Regions from separate parts of the Callithrix jacchus genome. Here regions 1 and 2 are each linked to region 3. The links are chromatin contacts, called in public Hi-C maps. All regions are on one chromosome and are shown on one strand. Each heading gives the region's core, a stretch centred on a gene start, on an enhancer-like site or on the middle of the called end of the contact. The rest is flanking DNA. Distances are from core to core; before and after follow the strand shown.

Region 1 (3,368 bases), core at 546-3,045, 220 kb after region 3:
GCATTGTAAATGTCCAGTAGATGGCAGTGCATGCACTAGAATTCACAGAACAACTTCTGAAACCCTAAGGGCAGCTATTTTTTAAACATGCATTTTGGAAACATTGATAAGGTCTCACACAATGAGATTAAAAGTTAGCATTAAGTTACTGGCTTCTTCATTTTTAGCCTCAGAGAACCAATGGAAATAAAACCTATATCTGCCTATTTTATTCATTGTGTTTGAAGAAGATTTTGGCACAATTAAAGGAAATTATTAACTTAAAACTTCCTCAAACGGTGGAATGATAAATGCAATAAGCCAATTTTCTGTAGGTTTTCTTGATTTGTGAGAGAGAGGCAGACTGGAGGGTGTGATTTGAGGACAGATGCTGCCCTTTCTAATATGAGCAGCAACATCCTAGACGATGCTTGTCCTCCTAGAAACCGTGCTTGTGTGTTGAAGACGTAACTTGTAGATGCTGTAGGGAGAGTTCTTGTTAAATACTGAAAAGTGGCTGTCATACAGGCTTCCAATCTGATTTGTCAACGTGAAAAATGTGGAGGGCAGTGGGGAGGCTTCGGGAGGAAGGAAGAGAGAGAGAGAATTGATTTTGTTTTTCCCTAAAGGAGAGGAAGTTCCCAGGGAACCTCTGCCTTTGTGGTTGTTCTTGTGTGCCTCAAAAAACTTAGGCAAGATAACCCATCCTACTCCACTGGGGAGCAGAGAGGAAGAATCATTGTTTCCAAGAGTTGATGCACTCAGAGCATCCACTGGGCTTTTTGTCAGGCCAGAAATAAGCAAGTGCGCGGCTGCAGGAGGTAGTGAGGCCACTGGTTCGGGGGTGGGGGAGAGCCTGCTCCTGATGAAATGACTGTCCTAAACTGCCCCAGAACTGAGGTATTTCACTTAGCACAAGATCCTCAAGGTTCACCTATGTCATAGCATGTATCAGAATATATGTTGATGTGGTCTGGCTGTGTCCCTACCCAAATCTCATCTTGAATTGTAACTCCCACAATTTCCACATGTGTTGGGAGGGGCCCAGTGGGAGGTAATTGAATCATAGGGGCAGGTATTTTCTGTGCTGTTTTCATGAGAATGAATAAATCTCATGAGATCCAATGGTTCTATAAGGGAGAGTTTCCCTGCACGAGCTCACTCTTGCTGCAGTCATGTAGGAAGTAAGCACCTTTCACCTTCCGCCATGATTGTGAAGCCTCCTTAGCCATGTGGAACTGTAAGCCTATTAAACTTCTTTTGTTATTGTTGTTGTTGTTCTAATGCCTTTTCTTTTTTTAGTTTACTTTAAGTTCTGGGATACATGTGCAGGTTTGTAACATAGGTATACATGCACACTATTGTTTGTTATGTTTATTGCAGCACTATTTAGAATAGCAAAGACTTGGAACCAACCCAAATGCCCATTAATGACAGACTGAATAAATATGGTGTATATATATATATACCCACACACCATGGAATACTAGGATACTAGGCAGCCATACAAAAGAATGAGGCAGGGTCTGGGGGCTGTGGGGGCTGGGGTCCTGCCTTGCTCTTGCAGTTTCTTGTCTTCTTTCACTTTATCCTTCTCTGGGGTGGAGTCTAACCTTGAGACCCTGACTTCCTGCTCATTGATGTTCCTAAAGATAACTCCTGCCTGCATTGATTTCCTGGACTGTCTGTTCCAGTTAGAGCTAACAACTGTTCTGGATTACCAGGGCTGTCCTGGTTTCAGCTCTCAAAGTCCTGTATCCTGGGAAATACCTCAGTCCTGGGGCAGTTTAGGACAGTTTGCACCCTCTCTGTTACCACCCTCTGTCAGTGTTTCCTTTGTGTTTAACCCTTCAAGTCCTGTCCAGTGGCCCTCAGTGGCAGGGGCGATCCTGGTCAGGGTGCCAACTCTATAGCCTATCCCCAGAGCATACCTACAACAACTGATAGGGGAGGACGGGGAGGACGAGAAAAAGCTAAGAATTTGGAAGGCATTGAAATTCAAAACTGGAAAGTCAAGAAGAGGAAACTGGGTGCTAAGAACCAGCATTTAAGAACTGTGCTGATATTTTTATGTGAATGAACTCAATCCTTGCAATCGTATAAATTAGACACTATAATGATCACCATTTTACAGATGAGAATACTGAGATAGAGAGAGAGAGAAGAGGTAATTGTTTATACTGGACTTCGAGCTCAAACCATCTGATAGTAACTCAGTGGCCCTCGGAGCTTGAAAACAGACTGATACCTGGTCCTATGCCTAGAAACCCTAATGTAATTGGCTTAGGATATGGCCTGGGCAATGGGATTCTTATAAAATCCCCAGGTGATTTTAATGTGTACCTGGGGTTTTGGAACCACCATAGTTTATGAACCTGGCTTTCTAATAGCTCCTGAATTCTACCTTTCATGAAGGTGAAAGTTCAGAAGGCAGGCAGAGCTGGGGAAGTCAGGAACTAAAAGTAAGGTGGGCAGCAGTGAGAAAAGGTTCCCGGGTGGTTGCTGTGAGTACGACTGTGTGCTGTTGCTTCCTTCTTTTTGCTACTGACCATGAATAAATCAGAGAGGTTTAGATATACATGGTCAGGACGAATGCCCCTGGACAGTCTGTTACCTCTTGACATCGGTTCCAGCTGTCATGTCCTCTGCGCACATGAGGCTGGGTGTGCCCGACTTTGTACCTGTCCTTTGCATCTGGGCTAGATCAACATTGAGCCCTGGCCCCTTCTGGAATTCTTGTCTTATAAAAGTTACCCTGCCTTAAGAAAAAGACCTTTTTCATCCAACTCCATGCCTTTACCCTGCGAAAAGAGCCAGACCCAGAACCTAGATTTAGAGGTTTTACTTGAGATGGGAAAAGTTTACCATGTCCTTGGGGAAAATGTATTAGTTATACATGCCTACATGAGTTATGTATAAGCCTGTTTACCATTCTTATGTAGGTAATTCCTCTTGTTATTTCTCCAGAGAACCTCTACAAACCTCTTTCTTCTACTAAGAAAGTAGAAACCTCCACACTTTGCGTGGTTCACGCAACCATCCATTAACATTGATTTTTAGGCAAAACAATGGAATCCACCAGGCCCCTAGTGCCACAACCTCTTCTCACAACTCTGGACCTGCAAACCAAATATTGTATAGTGCTCCCAGAACATGGCCTATCTATAATTAAGAAAATCAGGTGTCACAAAGATCTAACTTCAGGCAAATTGACTAAGACTCCAATTCCTGTCAGTGGATGCAGGAGTTTCAGAGAAACTTCATTCTTCTTTTGGGGTCAAACTTAAAAGAAGTTTGAAGATGCAATCAATTTCGGATTTCCAGTCACTTTGTTTCCTAAAAAGTTAGAGTTTGTTTTGATAATTCTTGATAGAAATACAGGGATAGAT
Region 2 (3,065 bases), core at 51-2,550, 130 kb after region 3:
CATTCATGGACCATCTTAACATAGCAATTAAAGTATCTTGATTATTTTGCCTAAGAGAGCTGACAATATTTCATTCTGCCTGAGGGCTCCTTTGAACATAAAACCGTGATAAGGTAAAATACACTGGGCAACTATTCACGCATGAGCCACTGGAGCCCTCTCCAACTGCCAAATTAGCAAATGGTTCTTTTAAAACATAAAAGAAATGAATGGGAAACAGTACCTCGGAGTAAATTTTGCATTGACAATAGTCAGGGAAAGTACTTCACTGGTGCTTTAATTATCGGGTTAGCACTATGACTGACAACATTGCCCAGCCTCTGGTTATAATCTATTTCACCTAATGAGATAGATGGCCTCCACAAGCCCCATAAAGAGATAAGGTACCATGGAAAATGGATGGATCACAAGCCCCGCGTGATTGCCAGAAATGAAAAATTCAGACTTTCACAGAAACACCTGCCCCTTGGAAGGACCCCAACATAATACAGATAAAGCAAGGCTGGGAACAAGGAAACAGCTCGGCTCAAACCTTGCCGACTGCATCACGGTGGGACGAGGATGACCGGATCCCTTTTGTAAGGGCTGAGTCAGATCCTAGCTTTAAAACTTGCTGGGCCGTAACAGTCACACATCACCCGCTGTCCCAGCGCCCCTCTCCCTCCTAAGTCACACAGGTGGCCATCAGAAGCAACCCTCTAAAACGACAAGCCCCATTCTCGTTTCGCCCTCCTCCTGGCCATGTCTCTTCAGTTTCCGAAGCTCCTAAACTCTCTCCTACCTCCGTGGTTTTGCCCCCTGGAACAGCAGTCAGGTCTCTTAGGGGAACAAAGAAAGCAGAACCGCCGGGACCAGGAGTCGGGTGCGGGATCTGAAGAGGGGCTGTAGTTTTACCTTGCGGTGCCCAGGAACCCGTGGAGAAGTCAGCGGCGCAGGGACCACCCGCGCGCTCCGCGCCTCCCCGCCTCCTCGCAGCAAGTCAGCTGTCGCCCCGCATCTGGCTCGCGCCCTTCACTCGGCTCCGCATTTGCTCACAAAGCGCTCGGGGCGCCGCGGGAGGCGAGGGCCTTCGGGTCACCTGCGGCCCGGCGGAGCCCAGCGCCCCGCCCGCCGGCCGCTCTCCCTCCGCCCCTTCCCACACGCGCGCTGCCCGGCCAGTGACTCAGCCGGGCATCGGCGCGCGCGGCCCGCGGCGGCCCGGGCGCGTCGGGGCGGGAGGCACCTCCAGGCGACCAGACCAGGGCGCTCGCCCCCCCGCCCCAGCACGTGTCTGTCTGCCTCGCGCGCTGTCGGTCAGCCTAGTCCGCGGGTTCCAAGGACCGCTGAGATGCGGACTGGCACCACCCAGAGGGAAATCGGCCCCCGCCCTTCCTGCCGTCCGCGCCGCGCCTGGCCCCGCGGGGGTCGCGTTTCCTCCCCGCCCCTGCCCCGCCCACGACAAGGTGAAACTTTCTAGGTGGAGAACTTTTCTCGCCCTGGCTGCGCGCTCTCCTCCCCCAGCTCAGGCGGTCTGAAGTTAGCTCAGCAAGAGATAAGCGGGACCGAGTCTCCCCCTCCTGGCGCTTGGGCGGCGAGTGTCACCCGGCGCGCAGAGGCAGGGTGCGCACCCTCCTGGCACCCCGCGCGCTGGCCCCGGGAAGGGCGCGAACTCTGCTCTCGGCCTCTCCCACGTCTCCGCTAACCGCCCGGCATCCACCGGGTATAGAGAGATTTGGGCACGGCAGAAACAAGGAGTTCATTGTTAGAGGCGGAGGTAGGAGTGGATGGACGAATTGTCCCAATAATTTCATTATGCACCGATTATCCTCTACTATAATAACTCAGATTTCTGCAAGGAAGAACAACACAGGAGTTTCACCCCGAGGAGACTTCCATTTCTTCAACTTTTTTTTTCTTAGCCGGAAGCAGGCTGATTAAATAACTGAGCAAATAGCGATGAGCAAGCAAAACAGAACAAAAGTTTAATTCTTGAATGTTGAAATCTTATGATGATATTTAAAAAAGAGCTTTTGGGGCCTTGGTGAACTCTATTAGGATTGTGTTGGGATAATTTTATATTTCGTTATAAAAGTTGACACTGACCTACAAGAGTAAATGAACACTCGAAGGTAATAGGATCTAAGGAATGAGCATTGCCAGTTAGAACTTGAGTTCGTTCTGGCTCTCATGCAGGCTTGTTCAATCATGGCAATAGTTAATGAGACGTGGATCTATCTCTTCGTTATTGAAAGTAATGGGTGAAAATAACAGTTACTATGCAGGTTCAGGTCTTATTCACTACAGAATTAAAGATAGAAAAATATAGTAAGAGTAAATACCATTTCTCAAGAGCTTACTATGTGCCAGACATTATCAGAGGTTATATAAGAGTGATCCCAGGCTTCACGCTGGTAATACCAGCAATTTGGGAGGCTGAGGCGGGCGGATTGCCTGAGGTCAGGAGTTCCAGACCAGTCTGGCTAACTTGGTGTAATCCCGTCTTTACTAAAAATACAAAAAAATTAGCCGGGCGTGGTGGTGTGTGCCTGTAATCCCAGCTATTTGGGAGGCTGAGGTAGGAGAATTGCTTGAACCAGGGAGGTGGAGGTTGCAGTGAGCCGAGATCACGCCACTGCACTCCAGCCTGGGCGACAAAGCGAGACTCTGTCTCAAAAACAAACAAGCAAACAACAACAACAACAACAACAAAAAACCACGAGTGATTTCAATTCTCAAAAGTGATTAACCTTGTGATTCCCCAATTTTATGGAAAAGGAAATTTCCCATTACATTACTAAAGTCTTGCATTGAACCATTTTGCAGATGAAGAAACTGAGTTTCTAAGAGAGAGTCACATGGCTGGTTAGTAAGAGGGGCAAGGCTAGAACTTAGCTCTCAGCTCAGTCCAGTGTCCTTCACACCATATCAAGAGGGCCGGGCAGGCTACATAAGCAAGGCAGCCCTACTGGAGATTTCCCGATACTGCATGGCATAATTTATCAATGACTATAGCTCATTAAAAAACACTAATTTACTGATTACGAGACACTGGGACTATTTATGGACAGATCAGTTACAGATTTTGG
Region 3 (3,159 bases), core at 445-2,944:
CCTCTTCCATGTTCTCCATCTTTTAATTCATGAAATATTATGAGTTCATATTTAATTAGGTGAAATAATCTGAAACTAACCATTAAAAGGGAGGAAAAGGACGAGTTACAAGCTAGCTTTTCCTTAGGGCTAACCTTTTCCTGGGATGACAAAAAGAAAGAGTTGTATGAAGGATGAGGCAAAGCTGAACTCAATGCCCTCCAATTCTGTGAACGCACCTTGATCTAGAAGCTGAAATGAAGCCTTCCTCCCACTGTAGTTCAAAAATGAAGATTCATGTTAATACCCGGGTGGCAAACAACAAAAGCAGTGTAAGTTTAGTTTTTACTATTCAAACATTGCCTACTTTCAACAATAAGTCACTGCAGTGTAAGAAACCAGACCCTTCTTTGATACACTACATTTAAATGTGTTGTCAACACTAGATGGCACTCAAGGGTTGCTTTTCTAGCATGTTCCTCCCGTTCCAAAGTCCTTTGCCATCAATTACCTCCTTTAAAAAGAGCAAACATGCTATTTAAACAAAAGGTCCCTTAGTTGCTTTGTAGTTCTGTTTTTGTATTTATAGTCATGTAATCAATATGTTGGAAGAGTAATTAATTTTTAACCTCAACCTATAGGGAGATCAAATGTTAGTGGAGTTAATGGATAGAACAGGCTTCATTATTCTAAAGTAACACTGATGATAAAGCTGGGAAGAAAGTTGAGGGTTGTAAACAATCATGCCATCAAATACAATCAAACAAAGCAATAGTGCAACGTGATTATGGGATGCTGACCTCTTGCCAATCTCCTTCAATACAACTGTTGTTTCTGTTTTAGTTATCTAGACGCTCCTGTGTGATTGAAATAGTCTCCTAGTTGACCTTTTAAGATATTTCCTCTTCCAATTATTGCTGTTAGAGTTATTATTCCAAATAATAGTTCTGATTTTGTTGCCCCTCTGTTTTGAAAGCCTCTCCTTTTTCCCCATTTCCTAACACCTTAGAGTGTTATTAAAGGGGCGTCTTGATTCGGGTGCTCTCTACACTCCCGGAGCTTGCACCCTAGTTTTTATAGTCTCGATCCGCAATATCTCTGTAGTGCTTACTGTGCGCCAGCCCGTGGGCTGTGTTCCTCCAGGAGAGAGAACTAAATGCACAGTATTGCAGCACGTCCATGGGCATGAAGTGTTCTGGGTGGACTTGCTCCCGGAAAGGGGTGTGTTGGCGCCGCCAGAGCTCAGGGGCTGGCAGCCCAAAATAACAAAAAACTCATCTTCTTTTATTCTGATTATATTTTCCTATTACTCGACCCTATCCCTGAATTTCCAAACCTGCTTCCCCAGATCATGAGGAAATAAGAGAATCATTCTCTTATAGGTGGGGAGTGGGGAGGCTTATAGTCAATTGTACACCAAGGCTCTTCATCAACAGACACATTACTATTTTTCCGAAATATTATTATATTCAAATTAATATATCTTGTTCCTTAACCATGCTTGTACTTTTCTGACTTCTTTGCCAATATGATCCACTCTGTGGAGAATGTCCTTTTCTTACCTATCTCTCTGGGCCCAATTCAGAAGCATCTTCTTTCACCACACAACCTTCCTCAACCCCTTCTATTATAAGGAAGGTTCATAAAGTGTGTTGACTCAGGCTTTCCCCCTCCTTCTTGAGGGGCAGGAAGCCATCTGGACCACAAGGTGACCTTGAGGATAGAAGGCATGCCTTGGCATGGTGGAGTAGAAGGATGGGAGCCTGGGTCCCTGCCAACATCTTGCAGCCTCTATACCAGCCCCCAACTGCCCATCCTCCAACCTGTTTTGTGTAAGAGAAAAAATCTCATCTCCTGTAAGGTACAGTTGTTTTGGGATTTTCTGAACCTAATTCTGATATACACACTCTAGATTAATTGTGGGTTATTGCTTTTTTTGCTTTTAGGGACTGTCTCTAATTATGATAATGATAAATGCTTTCGTCCAAGTGTTAGCACTGGATGTTTAAAGGGGACAGGTAAATAAAGATTGCAAAATTTTCCCTCTTTAAAATAGAAGACAGTAGTGGATAAAATTTGTATAATTTAGGATGCAAACTTTAGAACAATTTGAATGAAATGAAATTCCGAAGAACAGAGGACTTGTCATTTGGGATTGCTAGTTGTGATCTATAATGATTTGATATTGTATGATCTTTGCTCACTCAATACATTCAGAGCGGGCCTAGATAAATTGAGCAAAGGAAGTGTTAGTTTTTTATTCCTTTGGTATACAGTGGCTCAGTTGTCTTTTTTTTAGAACCAGAGATTAATTATATTTACATCGTGGGAGTTGGTGAGGAGGGAGATAATTTTTTAAAAAATGAAGAAAAAAACATTTGTTGGTATCTTTAATAGGCTAGAAGCAAAATGTACATAATTTTAGAAAAATCAGTCAGGTGCAGTGGCTCACGCCTGTAATCCTAGCACTTTGGAAGGTTAAGGTGGGAAGATCACTTGAAGCCAGGAGTTCAAGACCAACCTGGCCAACATGGCAAAACACGATCTCTAGTAAAAATACAAAAATTAGCTGGGGGTGGTAGCACGCATCTGTAATCCCAGCCACTCAGGTGGCTGAGGCACAAGAATCGCTTGAACCAGAGAGGCGGAGGTTGCAGTGAGCCTAGTCTGGGCAATAGAGTATGACTCAATCTCCAAAAAAAAAAAAAAAATTTAGCTGGGCGTGGTGGTGTGTACCTGTAATCCCAGCTACTTGGGAGGCTGAGGCAGGAGAACTGCTTGAACGCAAGAGGTGGAGGCTGCAGTGAGCCATGATGGAGCCATTGCATTCCAGCCTGGGGGACAGAGTGATAACCTAGCATTTTATGGGCTCTTCAGTCTCACCTTTCTGACTTCTACACACTGTAGTGCCCTAAGGCTGTATCCTTGGCTCTTTCTGGCATCTATCCCTAGATAGCCTCCAGGTTCCATGGCTTCATACCACCAAATGTTGATAGTTTTATTGTTTATCTGTCATCTTTCTCTTTTTTCTGCTTTTTTTCCCTTTCTCCTTTTCTCCCTTTTTTCTTCCCTCTCCCTGCCTTTTGTCTGTCTTTCTTTTTCCCTGCTTTGGAATAAATGCCCCTGGGGAGCAACAGTCTTGGTTAGTATATTGCCTACTGTATCTTCTTTCTTTACAAT

Evidence for each region. Hi-C and Micro-C count contacts between places; a contact is called where the count stands out from the background.
Region 1: a contact with region 3 is called in a Hi-C map of skeletal muscle, with 17 times the contacts expected there. The contact joins two enhancer-like sites. A contact is called at or near these places in 3 of 3 Hi-C or Micro-C datasets (induced pluripotent stem cells and skeletal muscle).
Region 2: a Hi-C map of skeletal muscle shows a contact between it and region 3, with 5 times the contacts expected there. The contact joins the promoter of MET here to the enhancer-like site in region 3. A contact is called at or near these places in 3 of 3 Hi-C or Micro-C datasets (induced pluripotent stem cells and skeletal muscle).

What each region holds. Positions count from the first base shown.
Region 1 is chr11:87,168,043-87,171,410 of calJac240_pri, reverse strand. All of the region lies in intron 2 of LOC128928430 (a long non-coding RNA gene), which reads left to right. Among named protein-coding and RNA genes, the nearest start is that of CAV1, 64 kb to the right of the region's middle. Within about 2 kb of position 1,795, at least 1 of the 16 cell types and tissues checked has an H3K27ac peak or open chromatin away from gene starts, as enhancers often do. A contact at or near this core is called in skeletal muscle, where this site is marked.
Region 2 is chr11:87,253,712-87,256,776 of calJac240_pri, reverse strand. MET (MET proto-oncogene, receptor tyrosine kinase) reads right to left here and starts at 1,300. Exons shown (of 21, transcript XM_078343250.1): 1 at 895-1,300. All of the region lies in intron 1 of LOC128928430 (a long non-coding RNA gene), which reads left to right.
Region 3 is chr11:87,385,711-87,388,869 of calJac240_pri, reverse strand. No RefSeq gene overlaps it. Among named protein-coding and RNA genes, the nearest start is that of CAPZA2, 54 kb to the left of the region's middle. Within about 2 kb of position 1,694, at least 6 of the 16 cell types and tissues checked have an H3K27ac peak or open chromatin away from gene starts, as enhancers often do. A contact at or near this core is called in skeletal muscle, where this site is marked.